3 separate regions of the Mus musculus genome follow, and all the other regions are linked to region 3. A link is a contact called in public Hi-C data. All regions are on one chromosome and are shown on one strand. The core of a region is the stretch at or near the end of the contact, and the rest is flanking DNA. Distances in the headings are between cores, read along the strand shown. Region 1 overlaps Ldlrad3 (low density lipoprotein receptor class A domain containing 3). Region 2 overlaps Ldlrad3 (low density lipoprotein receptor class A domain containing 3). Region 3 has its middle 20 kb from the start of Commd9.

Region 1 (3,935 bases), core at 1,111-3,610, 130 kb after region 3:
TCTTTTATAAATAGGTTTGCCAAATTGATGCTTAATAGCTTAATATCGGGTTCATATTAATCTCACCCTGTCTGAGCTTCAAAGGGACAAACTGTTCTGACTGTTAATGAAACACAATTTTAGTTGCAAATTTCCCTGGGATCAGAGCTGGGGAAAGAAAAAAAAAATCCAAATGATCTAAAAAGACAAACATCTCCCTGGTGCGCTTTTCAAGCCACTGGGATTTTATGCAGCCTCCTCCCAGAGCCAGGGAAATCCAGCTGCCTCGGGAGCCGCTAGATTAAGGCCCCCAAGGACACTAGATGGCGCAAGAACATGCTCCAAACCATGCAGATGTGCCTGCCTCCCTTCACCCACCCTGCTCCAGGCCCAGGTGGGTTCACTGAGACAAGATTTGTGGTACAAACCATGCAGCCTCCGTAAACACTCCAGATTCTACAGCCCAGAGACAGTTGTTTTCATTTTCTGTTCTGACCTGACACACATCTGGGCATTCTCTTCTGGATTCAAAATGTGAGTAAGCCAGTGGAGTCGGTATTCTGCACTGGTGAGCTGCACCTCAAAACCAAGGAAGGCCAGGTGTGATGGTGCACGCCTTTAATCCCAACACTTGGGAGGCAGAGGCAGGCGGATCTCTGAGTTCGAGGCCAGCCTGGTCTATAAAGTGAGTTCTAGGACAGCCAAGGCTACAGAGAGAAACCCTGTCTCAAAACAAACAAACAAACAAACCACGGAAGATGGAAGATTCCGTGTGCTGTGTATTATACCACAGTCCTTTAAAAAGGGCAGATTGTCCCCAGTAATAGCAATACTATTTCACTCAGAAAAGCTAAGCATAAAAAAACTTGGTGCTGTTTCTTGGTTTGGTATATTGTCCTTTGGCCCCAAAGTAACCAATGTATTTATTTACTTTATGACTGGTTAATTTCAGGACCCAACTACTGTCATTCATGATACAACTTCTTCCCTTACAGAGAAATACCAATCCTGCCCTATCTGAGAAGGCCAGAGGCGGGAGGACATTACAGAGGAAAAGCGTCCCCAACCCCCATGGCCAAAACTTGCTTGCAAGCTGCCTCTCATTTCACTGTAATTCCTTGTGTAAAATGCAAGCATCCCTCATCCAAGCACTGTAACAGGCACAGCCTCCCATCCATGTGCACTGAGATCCACTGGGCCCACTTGTGGTGGGACAAAGTCAGACAAGAGCATCCTGAGAGAAGCCAGGGCTGATGGAGCACAGGTAGAAGTTTCTGTCTAGTCAACGGGGTGGATGATCTGGGATGCTGGAGTCTTGACACTGGAAGAACAGGAGATCAAGTGCTTTGATTAAAATTCAGAGAACAATGCATTTCAGACTCCAGAGCTGACAGTCCCCAGGAGTGGTGCAATGATACCACAGCATAGCGTAGCCACAGAAGCTCCTAATCAGCAGCAGTGAGAGGCACAGGGGGTGAGTCACAAGAAGCACCACTCAGGGTGCTGTCTTAATTGGGGTTTTACTGCTGTGAACAGACACCATGACCAAGGCAACTCTTATAAGAACAACATTTAATCGGGCCTGGCTCACAGGTTGAGAGGTTCAGTCCATTATCATCAAGATGAGACCTTCCAGGCAGGCGTGGCGCAGGAGGAACTGAGAGTTCTATATCTTCATCTGGAGACTGCTAGCAGAACACTGACTTTCAGGCAGCTAGGGTGAGGGTCTTAAGCCCACGCCCACAGTGACACACCTACTTCAACAAGGCCATACCTATTCCAACAGGACCACACTTTCTAATAGGGCCACTCCCTGGGCCAAGCATATGCAAACGATCACAGGTGCCTAGCATGGTCTAAGCACTCAGACTTTCGGTAGAGGGCAATGAGCAGTAACAGAGTGGTAGAGGGGGCTGGAGAGAAACCTCAGCTCCAACTCAGGCTTACAGAAAGGCCTTGCAGGCTTGTGGTGAGACCAAAACAGCTCACCAGAGCCCTGTAATGCCTTCTGGTCTCACCTGGCTCAGGCGCATCTGCTTCTTCCTTCCAAATGTCTTCTGGGCCACTCCTGACCTCCCAGTACCCTAGAGATGTAGGTCAGGATCGTACGCTGTATCTAGGACCAGCCCCCACCTGACCCAGGTGGGCACTACAGGCAGGCATCCCCACACTTCCTCTCTTCCAATGGGGGTTCCCTCACCTTGCTGTTCCCTCTACCTAGCAGCCGCTTCCCTCTTCACAGACTCCTGCCCACCTCCAGATTGAAACTGCAAACCTCTGCTTAGAGGACTCCACTCTTATCCTATTGTGCCCTACACTTTTCCTTACACGACTCACATGCTTGTGATTGCCATTTGCCGCCTGTCTCCATGCTCTGCAGTGAGCTAAATGAACATAGTACGTGGGCTTGCAGGAAGCCGAGCCATGGTTATCCTATCAACCAATGTGGGTGGAGGCTGGGAAAGGAAACATCTTTTGGCAGAAAGTGGTCCTAAAACAGTTCACCAAGCAAAGACCCAAAGGAGGCGAGAAGACTGTGGGGTGGGGCAAGGGTGGTACAAAAGTCCCTGCCACCACAAAGTACCTCCTTTCACAGCCTCCAACTGCCTCACTGTGACGGAAATATGGCAGAACTCTGTGCCTCAGCTGCTGTCCTGGCAAAGTGCCCAACCTCAGCTTACACCCACCTGCAGGGGGTGGCAGAGCTTATAGAACTTGGGATGGGAACTGAGAAAAGGGAATTATCTACAGGCTCTAAGCCCAGAAAGCCCCGTGGACCTGTGGCAAGCCTGGCTGGATGTAGGCTCATGTCCGCAGGATGGCTGGAGACCCTTCCTGGCTGGGTTGGCTCATGTCTGCAGCACGGTTGGGGACCCTTCCTGGCTCCTTGTTATTTTCATTCTGGCCTGAGACACAGGATGCTGGATGTGAAGATGAAGGCTGTATTGACAGGAAATTCCAGACCTCATACCTCTGGCCTTCTTAGAAGCAGCGAGACACCAGCTCCTGTTCATAGTAGCCTTAGCCACCACCCCTGCAAGTCAGACTCCCTGGCTTTGACATAGTCAAGAGGGACAGGCGAATAGAAGGCCTCCAGAATTGTACAGTGCACCTTTGAACTTAACCTCTCCCCCATGGTGACCAGGGCATCTGAAGACAGGGCTCCCTCCCCCATCCTTCCCTCTCTCTCCCTCCAAAGCAGACTGCTAGGTCTTATCACCTCTCCTGTGCGAAATCTCAAATCTGCCTGTTTTGCTCCACAGGACTTGGCATTTGCCCTCCGTGTCCTTCATTTGGTTATAAAAGTGGAGGCCCAGCATGGTCTCTCAGGGCCAACCTTGGCCTCTGCCTACTACTGCCCATCACACCTGAAGCTGCTCTTTGTGTAAGTCTGACCACACGTGTCTGCTATGTGTTGCTGCTGCTGCTCTTAGGATGTAATGATTTCTGTGACATCACAACCCCCCAGGCCCTAGCCGAGCATCTGTGCACGGTGACTTAGGAATCTGCATTTGTCAAGCACCTGGCACAGAGCAAGGCCGAGCAAGGCAGTGCTAACTGTGTAAGATGGACCAGTGTTCTCGGGGGAGGCAGAGGAGGCTGCACTTACAGGGCTGAGCCCTATGGGGTGGGTGTTGATACAAGTGCTGATTAACTGTTTGCCTAGATACTGTATCACAAACAAACAGGAAATTAATTCTCCATCTTTCAATTCCCTTTCTGAGTTTAATTGCAAGCCATATAATTGGTCTCAATTTCCTTTAAATAAAAAGCCTTCTGCTATCAATATGTAACAGCAAGGAACTCCAGCTCTCTGCTACCTCGGATACTTCTCCTTCCTCCAACACATGGGGAAACAGCTGGACACATTCTGATATATTTTTGAAGGGCACTAAAACACCCCACCCAGACCTTCGAGGTAGCAAAAGCAAGGCAAGTGTGTGCTTTAGACACCT
Region 2 (3,945 bases), core at 358-2,857, 78 kb after region 3:
GTCCTCTAGGATGAGCAGCCGATGCTCTTAACCGCTGAGCCATCTCTCCAGCCTCATCTGTGAGTTATTTATACCAACTTCTGGTGTTATCTCTTGATGACAACATTTATAGTTTACAACTTCCCTTCCCTATAGGCCAATTACAACACTGAGCAAAAAAAAAATACTGTAATTCATGGGATCTCTCAGTATGGGAAGTTGCAGAGGTCGGGCTTGAATCCAAGTCCACCAGTGTTGCAGATCCTGAAGACCTTTGCCACAGCGCACAGGGGCTTTGCTGGCCAGGGAAACTGCAAGAGGCCTGAGCTGACTTTAGCGAGAAAAGCCATGGAGGTAGAAAGGCCTGAATAAGGTGGAAGTGTCATGGAAGCTTTTGAAGAAAGTGGGTCTTATTCCACGCCAGTTCTTAAGTGATACTTTAAAGAGGACTTTGGGGGAGGGGACTATGACAGTAAGCAGCAGGCAGAGGCAGCAGCGACTTACGTGGAAGAGAAAAGAAGGTTCCTGCTTGGACACAGTAGATAGAGAAAAGGCAAGAGGTAGTGGTACCGGGTCTTAAATAACAGGCTGTAGAATTTAGTCTTATAACCCCAGAGCGTTCCCCAGCAGGGATGGGCAGGGATAAAAGCAATATTTGGGAGTAAAACTCTCTGATGGCTGAATGTGACATGAGTTCTAGCAGAAAGAGAGTGGCCAGGCAAGAAGGAAGTGGACCCCAAAGGAGACACAGGGTATGGAGGTTTTAAAGCAAGGAAGTAACAATTTTCTGCCCAACCCAGTTGCCACTGGGCGCAGATGCTGGGATCAGAAACACATGCACATCAGCTCACAGGATGTTCACCACAACCCCAGGGATGCAGCCTCACCCCATTTTAAAGAAGAAAGAACAGAGGCTTGCTAAGTATCAAGTTGGGCCTATGAATGCAGTTTGGTCTGGTTGCACAGTCAATGCTCAGAGGCACCAGACAGAGATCGTAGTGGGAGCTCTGCAGTCTTGGTAGCTGGCCACAAGCCTGAGACCTCATCTAGGAAAGGGGGCGCTGCTAATCCACCACAGGGTGCCAGGCAGCTGGTTTAGGAAACACAGTCTGCATTTGCAGCTTGGAGAGGACTGTGTTGCCACCCACACCCCTGGATTGAATCCCAGCCGTCTGAGAGAGCAGGAGAAAAGAGAATCGATCCTATCTGGCTCCTCAGATAGGCACCATGTGGCTTTGCTTTGAAGACCTGGGTTACATTATAGCTTAGCCCACAAAGGGCCCTTGTGATGCCTGCATGTGACCCGGACCCATTGGGATGGCACCTCTGCCGCCTCCTCAGCTTTGTGGTTGACCAAAATGTTCAGAATAAGATTTTTCAATAAATGGCTCATTCTGCAGTTACTCTGCAGAGAAAAAAAAAGTCAGGTCACAGGCTTCTGAAATGTCACCCCTGCATCTGTCCTTCCACTGCTGCAGAGGCTCCAAAGCCGAGAGCTGGGTGCAGAGAGGTTCGGCGCGCCCAGACCATCTGTTGCATGGCTGAGAATACTTGAAAGAGCCGTTTCTCGCACAGCTCAGTGTGCGCGTGGCCTCAGCCTGTGGCCCTGGCTCTCACCAGCGCATTTTTGGGATTCTTTTTTTTTTTTTTTTTAAACAAGTCACATGTGTGCACAATTTAAAGAGACTAAGAGCTGTGTGGAGCTTGATGAAAGTTAACAACATTCTCTGACTCTCTCTAGAAGCAAACATTTCCCCCAATTTTAGTGAGATGGATCTTAGGCTGTCTCTAAGTACTTAGCTTATATTGCTTCTCTTTGATTCACCCTTGTTAGGAATTACCCACTGTCTCCCCACTGTGGAAGATGAGGATTTAGCTGACACTCATCACCATCCCTGCCCTCGGCATGCGCATGCTCCTTAAGTTCCTGGTTACATATACTCTTGATACCCATTGCTTTTGTTATCTCTGGCAAGGAGGCATTATGAGTGACTCATAGTCTAGTAGTATAGCTTCAAGACTTTACTTCTGGGAGAACATTTTTTTTTAGTATCCTATGTATCTCTCATGAATCCAGAGGCAACCTCGCCTCCAGCTTTGTCAGCCTCCTCTGCTGTGTACTTTAAGCCGTTACGTGTCAATCAAGTGAAATTCCCAGGAAAAGTTGTACCTACATTAGACACCGCAGGACTGACTGTTTACAATTTCAATGATCATGGAGATTTGGAATGTTCTAGGCACAAAGTCAAAGTATACTGGGTATGTTTAGCTCACCTAGAGAGCCATGTATTGCCTACCTCTGTGTGTGACTAAGATCCTTGTGACTATTGCATAAATCCATTTGGAATTTATGAACAGACCCCAGTCTTCCAAAAGCCCAAAGCTAAATTGCGATTAGCCCGGCTTGCTGTCTAACTGCCTCCTTGATGGTCCACCGGTGTATTTAAAGGATATCCAGAGAGCTGGAGAGACTACTCAGTGGGAAATGCACTGGCAGCTAGTCTAGAGCAGTGGCTTTTAACCTGTGTGGGTCGTGACCCCTCTGGAGTAGTAGAAGGACCCTTATGAAGAGGTAGCCTAAGACCAAGGGAAAACACAGATAATTACATTTATGTTCCATAATAGTAGCAAAATTACACTAATAAATTAGCAACAACATAATTTTATGGTTGTGGGTCATCACAGCATAAGGAACCCTATTAAAGGGTCACAGCGTTTAGAAAGATTAGGAAGCACTGTTCTAGAGGACTATGGCTCAACTCCCAGCACCCACATGGTGGCTCAGGAATTCCATGACTCTAAAGATCTGATGCCCTCTTCTAGCCTTCAGAGGTACCATGTGCACGCACACATGTAAAATACCTAAATGTGTAAAAAAGTTGTTCTGAGTTACGATTACTGCCAAACTATAAAATCATCATGAAACTGATACCTTGTTGGAATGTGGTATTTGTAGCAGCCTGGATCTGTGTTTCTGGGCCATGGCTACTTATTATAATTGGCTCAAGAATCACTTATCTTTTATTCACTTTGTTGTGAGAACTGGTGTGTGTGTGTGTGTGTGTGTACATAAATATCCCATCAATTGCTTTACACAGGAACCTACCCCTAGCTCTGGACCTGGGATCCCACAGACCTGCTGCCCAGCATCCACCCTGGTTGTCCCTGTCCGCTCCACCTAGTTTTGAACCTCCAGATCCCCATGCCCAGTAGCTCTCGCTTCATTTACACCCGCAGTTTTAGTAGATCTTTGGAGGGCCTCTTTCTATCATTTCTGAGAAGCTCTTTATTGCATAGCATCTAAGACAGAAGTCTTTGCTTGGGGCCGATCTTATACCCAATGTTGTTAAAATGCATGGTGCCATTTGAGTTTTGTATCTTCTCCATACCTGTTTCTTACTTATGCTTTTGCTCTTTAATGTCCTCTCCAGACACTTTTGGGTTTCTGTCTTCCCGTCGGGGCTCTGAAGTTTCATGACGATGTGCTTAGCATGGTTTATGGCCATTCCCTTTCTAGCTAAAAAGCACTGTTCTTTTAGTTTGCGGGAAATGGTTTTCAATTGCTTTCTAGAATTTCCTGTTATTTGGATGTAAATCTACTAACCAGGTCCTTGGTTTCTCTTATGTTTCTCTCTTATTTCCTATGCCTATGAGATCTTGTACTTTCTGGAACATAATTTCAAATTGGTCCCCAGAACTTTTACTATGCTAAAATCTCTCTGAGTTAAAAAGGAAGAGAGCATCGTGCTTTTATTGCAACTTTGCAGTTATCTCTTAGAGCTTCAGTTTCTGGTCTATGTCTTTCAAGATGTTATTCTCTCTCTCTCTCTCTCTCTCTCTCTCTCTCTCTCTCTCTCTCTCTCACTCACTCACTCTGTGTGTGTGTGTCCTGCCCATGTGTGTGGAGTGTATGTGCAGGTTTTTCACACAAATGTCTGCTATCTCTTACTTGTTTATTTACTTCTC
Region 3 (4,004 bases), core at 130-2,629:
AAATGGACACCCGAGTGAGCCACTCAGTGAGGTCTCTGCACACACACAGGCCCCCTGCCCAGGCACTGCTAGTCAAGCTCTCTGGCCTGCTGTTCACAAACTTCCAAGATGTGAGTCCAGTGTGGTGAGAATGTTACCACAAGCAAGGAACTCTTATTAGTTATCATTCCTTTTACATTCGTTTCTTTTGTTTCTGTTTAATTTTGTTTGTTTGTTTGTTTTGGATTTTCAAGACAGGGTTTCTCTGTATAATCTTGGCTGTCCTGGAACTCTCTTTAACTACCAGGAGGATAGCTCTGTGTGTGTGTGTGTGTGTGTGTGTTTTAAAATGATGGACTTAGTTTTATGTACATTGGTGCTTTGTCTTCATGCATGTCTGTGTGAGGGTGTCAGATTCTTTGGAACTGGAGTTACAGACAGTTGTGAGCTGCCATGTGGTTGCTGGGAATTAAACCCAGGTCCTCTGGAAGAGCAGCCTGTGCTCTTAACCACTGAGTGACCTCTCCAACCCCTTATGCTCTAATCTAGAAGCTATTGGCCGTCTAGAACTTTGAAGGTTTTCAAGCCATTAACCTGTTTTCAGCCTGTATCCACCGACTTCCAATCCTGATAATTCCTGAACATTCTTTTTGTTTGGTTGGTTTGTTTTTTGGTTTTTGGTTTTTTGTTTGTTTGTTTGTTTGTTTTGTTTTGTTTTGTTTTTCGAGACAGGGTTTCTCTGGCTGTCCTGGAACTCACTCTGTAGACCAGGCTGGCCCGGAACTCAGAAATCCGCCCGCCTCTGCCTCCGGAGGGCTGGGATTAAATGCGTGCGTCACCACGCCTGGCTCCTGAACATTCTTAACTGCATACTGATGACCTTTATACAATCCGATCTTCTTTGGTGCTCACATTTCTATGGTTTAATTCCCCCCACCTCTTTTTAAAGCAGTTTTGAGAAAAGAAAAAAAATTGCTAACGGCAGTAGTACAGGGATGGTGCCAGAGGACCCTAATCTCCACAGAGAGAGTTTGCAGGCCCTGAATGCTTGGGAAAGGCCCGAGTGGGCTTTCTCCCTCTGCCTGATCTTCCCCATTGTTTCTGTGGTCCTGCCGAATGCCTGCCTTTCTCCAGCCTCGTCCCACAGCCTGAGTACCCGGATGATGGGCAGTTCCTGTCGGTACCGAGTTTCCAGCTATAAAGTGATAGCCTGTCTCTGGGATTCATTTCATAAAAGATGTCACTGGTCACGAGGTCTTACTATCTTCTGAGGTGACTCAAAAAAACTAACTATAAGGCCTAAAATCCAAACAGGAAGGCAATCGCCGCCTGCTGCTCGGCTAGCTGCAGCTGGAACTTGCATGATAAGCCCAGCAGATGGCGCACTTGTTCTCTCGATCTCATCTGTCTTAGTAATGAAAACAAAGACCGGGAAAGGTGAGGTGGCAGCAGACCTCTCCCAGAGCCCGGGCTAGGGAGAGGCTACCTGTAAAAGAGGCCCTCAGATCCAGGCCTGTTATCTCGTTATCTCCTCAGGGCAGCAAAGGTTGGAAGAAGGAGAAGTGGTAGCAGGGACAGACTCCCAGGGACCCCTTTCAGGACTTTTCCCCTAATGCCCCGATGCATCTGCCACAGGCTAGTAAATCCAAGAATCTGTACCTTTGGACCGGCCAGACACAGCTTCGCCAAACAAGGTTTGTGCGCGGCAACCACAGGTCCAGGATTCAGCCAGCAGAGAACTTTCTGTACCATGGGTGGATAGTGGAGGCAGGATGCAGGTCTAGGGCTGCTTGAACTAAATCTCGATTTCTTCATCTGTATAAGAAAGAGATTAAGCTTAACTCTTCCTGACAGCACTGCTTGGAGGAGGTTAATTATGTATGAAGGTATCTGAGTCGGGGAGGGTGCCCATCCATGGCGGGTACATGTCTGCTCTGCGTGCTGCCTCTTCTAGGTAAGGCCCTGTGCAGAATGCCCCAGTTCTGGTGTGAAGGGGGTTTGCTGTGTTCTGACCCCCACCCCCATGGCTGGTGAGGAGCCCAGGTAACTTTCTGGACTTCCTTGCTTCGGGCTCAACAGCTTTCTCCTATTTCTGTTTTCTCCTCCTCCTCCTCCTCCTCCTCCTCCTCCTCCTCCTTCCTCCTTCCTCCTCCCCGTCCTCCTCCTCCTCCTCCTCCTTCTCCTCCTCCTCCTCCTTCTCCTCCTCCTCCTCCTTCTCCTCCTCCTCCTCCTTCTCCTCCTTCTCCTCCTCCTCCTTCTCCTCCTTCTCCTCCTCCTCCTCCTCCTCCCCCTCCTCCCCCTCCTCCCCCTCCTCCTCCTTCTTCCTGCTGCTCCCACTGTCTGACTAGAGTCTAATGGCATTCCCCTGCCCCAAATTCTTAATGGCTCCTTAATGCCCCAGAATGAAGGCTAAACTCAGAATTGATACTCAATGTCCTTCATAACCAGCTTTCCACCTACATTTTAAGCTTTTGGAACAAAATTGAAGAAATTGACTTAAATCTGAATTAACAGGGTAGAGTTCTGAGGATGGAGGGAATAGAAGTTGTTGGTAACAGGCATGGACGGGTCTGGCTACCAAGAATGGAGTCCCCCCTACTTCTCATATTATGTATTTTTTTTCTCTTGTTCTCTTACTGTGTCAGAAAGTGTCTTGCTATATAGTTCAGGCCAGCTTCAAATTCATGATTCTCCTGCCTCAGCTTCCTCTGAGGGTGTGGTGACCTGTCCTCTTGATGTGCCTTTCCTTAAGCACAGAGTCTAGGTTTTGCTAATTATTTTGTCCCTAGCAGCTAAGACAGTGTCTGCAGTTATAGATGCTCAGTCAGTACTCACTGGAATGCATGCGAGCATGAATGACTGAGAATGAATGAATGAATGAATGTCCTGAATGTGCCAAAGGTTGACTAAGCAACTATCCCCAGTGTTCACTAGCTCCTGGCCTTTTCTAACCTGAGAAGCAGAATGGGGTGGGGGAGGGGCATTAGAACAGTGCAGCCAAAAGCAAGAAACCAGAGCATTCTTGATCTAGCAACAGGGGGACGTCGTGATGACAAGGACTACAACTGTTGTGCCCACAGCCTCTTAGAACACTCCATCCTAAACCTCCCAGGAAGGTCAACCTGACTGTAGGGCTCTGGTCAGTCAGAGGGTGTGCTTGTCCAGCCATCTGTTTCCCAGGATACCATTTCCCTAGCACAGATGGCACCCGGACCTTCCTCACTGTGTCAGCGAGCTGCGGAGGACCCAGCATTGCTGAGGCTCAGCCTGGTCTCTTTCGACCCCGTTTTCTCCATCACTCGCCTCCCCTCCACCCTCCATATGGCTGCCTCACTTCGGTGTCCTCCCAAAAGAACTCCTCCTTCTGTCTGGCTGCTTAGCACCTCACAGATGGGAATCTAGAACATTTGGGAGAGGTTAAAAAGCAGTTTCAAACTGTCTGTTTTCTTTTTCTCAAGCTGGGGATTGAACCCAGGGCCTTGCATGTTTGACAGGTGGTCTACTGCTGAACTCTAACCCCGGCCCCCAGTGCCCTTGTCATTGCTTAGGAGGGCATCTGTTTCCCTGTCACCATCCCAGGAATCCTTTTCTCACCTGGAATCCTGGACCGGCCTCTAATGGGGCTGCCTGCTTTTTCTCCCCAAATTCAGCCTTTCCAGTCAGCCTGAAGCAGGACAGACTTGTGAGCAGAAGAGGAAGGGAACAGAGGCTCAGCCAGGAGTCCTGTTGGAGTTTCACAGCAGCTGACGGTTAAGAACTCCAGGATAATTAAAGATTGTCTATGTAGAGACAATATTCCTTTTATATGAAGGCATCTCAAATGAGAATGTTAAAACATCGATAAATCATACTTAAGATCTACTGACCTTGGATGGCCCTATTCCTTTCCTATAGGAGAACTTGCAGGGTTTTTTTTTAGGAATATCACAAGAATCTCCACTTACCATAAAAGGCATATCAGGCCCCTCTGTGCAGCCCTTGTGACCCATGGTTTCTAAACAGACTACGGTTCTTTCCAAGGGACC

Evidence for each region. A called contact is a pair of places that touch in the nucleus more often than the background predicts.
Region 1: a contact with region 3 is called in a Hi-C map of double positive thymocytes, with 8 times the contacts expected there. The contact joins two enhancer-like sites. A contact is called at or near these places in 10 of 39 promoter capture datasets (the 3T3-L1 cell line, 3T3-L1-derived adipocytes, the C10 cell line and 6 more), 4 of 15 datasets of contacts at CTCF or cohesin (the NIH/3T3 cell line, large pre-B cells, pro-B cells and 1 more), 87 of 484 Hi-C or Micro-C datasets (3T3-L1-derived adipocytes, the AML12 cell line, B cells and 53 more), 11 of 115 datasets of contacts at active chromatin or transcription factors (astrocytes, double positive thymocytes, embryonic basal ganglia and 7 more) and 2 of 9 other capture datasets (embryonic stem cells and embryonic tail).
Region 2: a Hi-C map of cerebral cortex shows a contact between it and region 3, with 6 times the contacts expected there. The contact joins two enhancer-like sites. A contact is called at or near these places in 2 of 15 datasets of contacts at CTCF or cohesin (the NIH/3T3 cell line and pro-B cells), 14 of 484 Hi-C or Micro-C datasets (3T3-L1-derived adipocytes, the HL-1 cell line, Sertoli cells and 8 more), 3 of 115 datasets of contacts at active chromatin or transcription factors (the SCID.adh cell line, T-cell acute lymphoblastic leukemia and neural progenitor cells) and 1 of 9 other capture datasets (embryonic stem cells).

What each region holds. Positions count from the first base shown.
Region 1 is chr2:102,030,536-102,034,470 of GRCm38.p6, forward strand. All of the region lies in intron 4 of Ldlrad3 (low density lipoprotein receptor class A domain containing 3), which reads right to left. Among named protein-coding and RNA genes, the nearest start is that of Gm39888, 41 kb to the left of the region's middle. Within about 2 kb of position 2,361, at least 33 of the 459 cell types and tissues checked have an H3K27ac peak or open chromatin away from gene starts, as enhancers often do. A contact at or near this core is called in cerebellum, cerebral cortex, double positive thymocytes and 1 more, where this site is marked.
Region 2 is chr2:101,982,109-101,986,053 of GRCm38.p6, forward strand. The region is part of intron 4 of Ldlrad3 (low density lipoprotein receptor class A domain containing 3); the gene reads right to left. Among named protein-coding and RNA genes, the nearest start is that of Gm39888, 7.8 kb to the right of the region's middle. Within about 2 kb of position 1,608, at least 105 of the 459 cell types and tissues checked have an H3K27ac peak or open chromatin away from gene starts, as enhancers often do. A contact at or near this core is called in the SCID.adh cell line, T-cell acute lymphoblastic leukemia, cerebral cortex and 2 more, where this site is marked.
Region 3 is chr2:101,904,607-101,908,610 of GRCm38.p6, forward strand. No RefSeq gene overlaps it. Among named protein-coding and RNA genes, the nearest start is that of Commd9, 20 kb to the left of the region's middle. Within about 2 kb of position 1,380, at least 70 of the 459 cell types and tissues checked have an H3K27ac peak or open chromatin away from gene starts, as enhancers often do. A contact at or near this core is called in the SCID.adh cell line, T-cell acute lymphoblastic leukemia, cerebellum and 4 more, where this site is marked.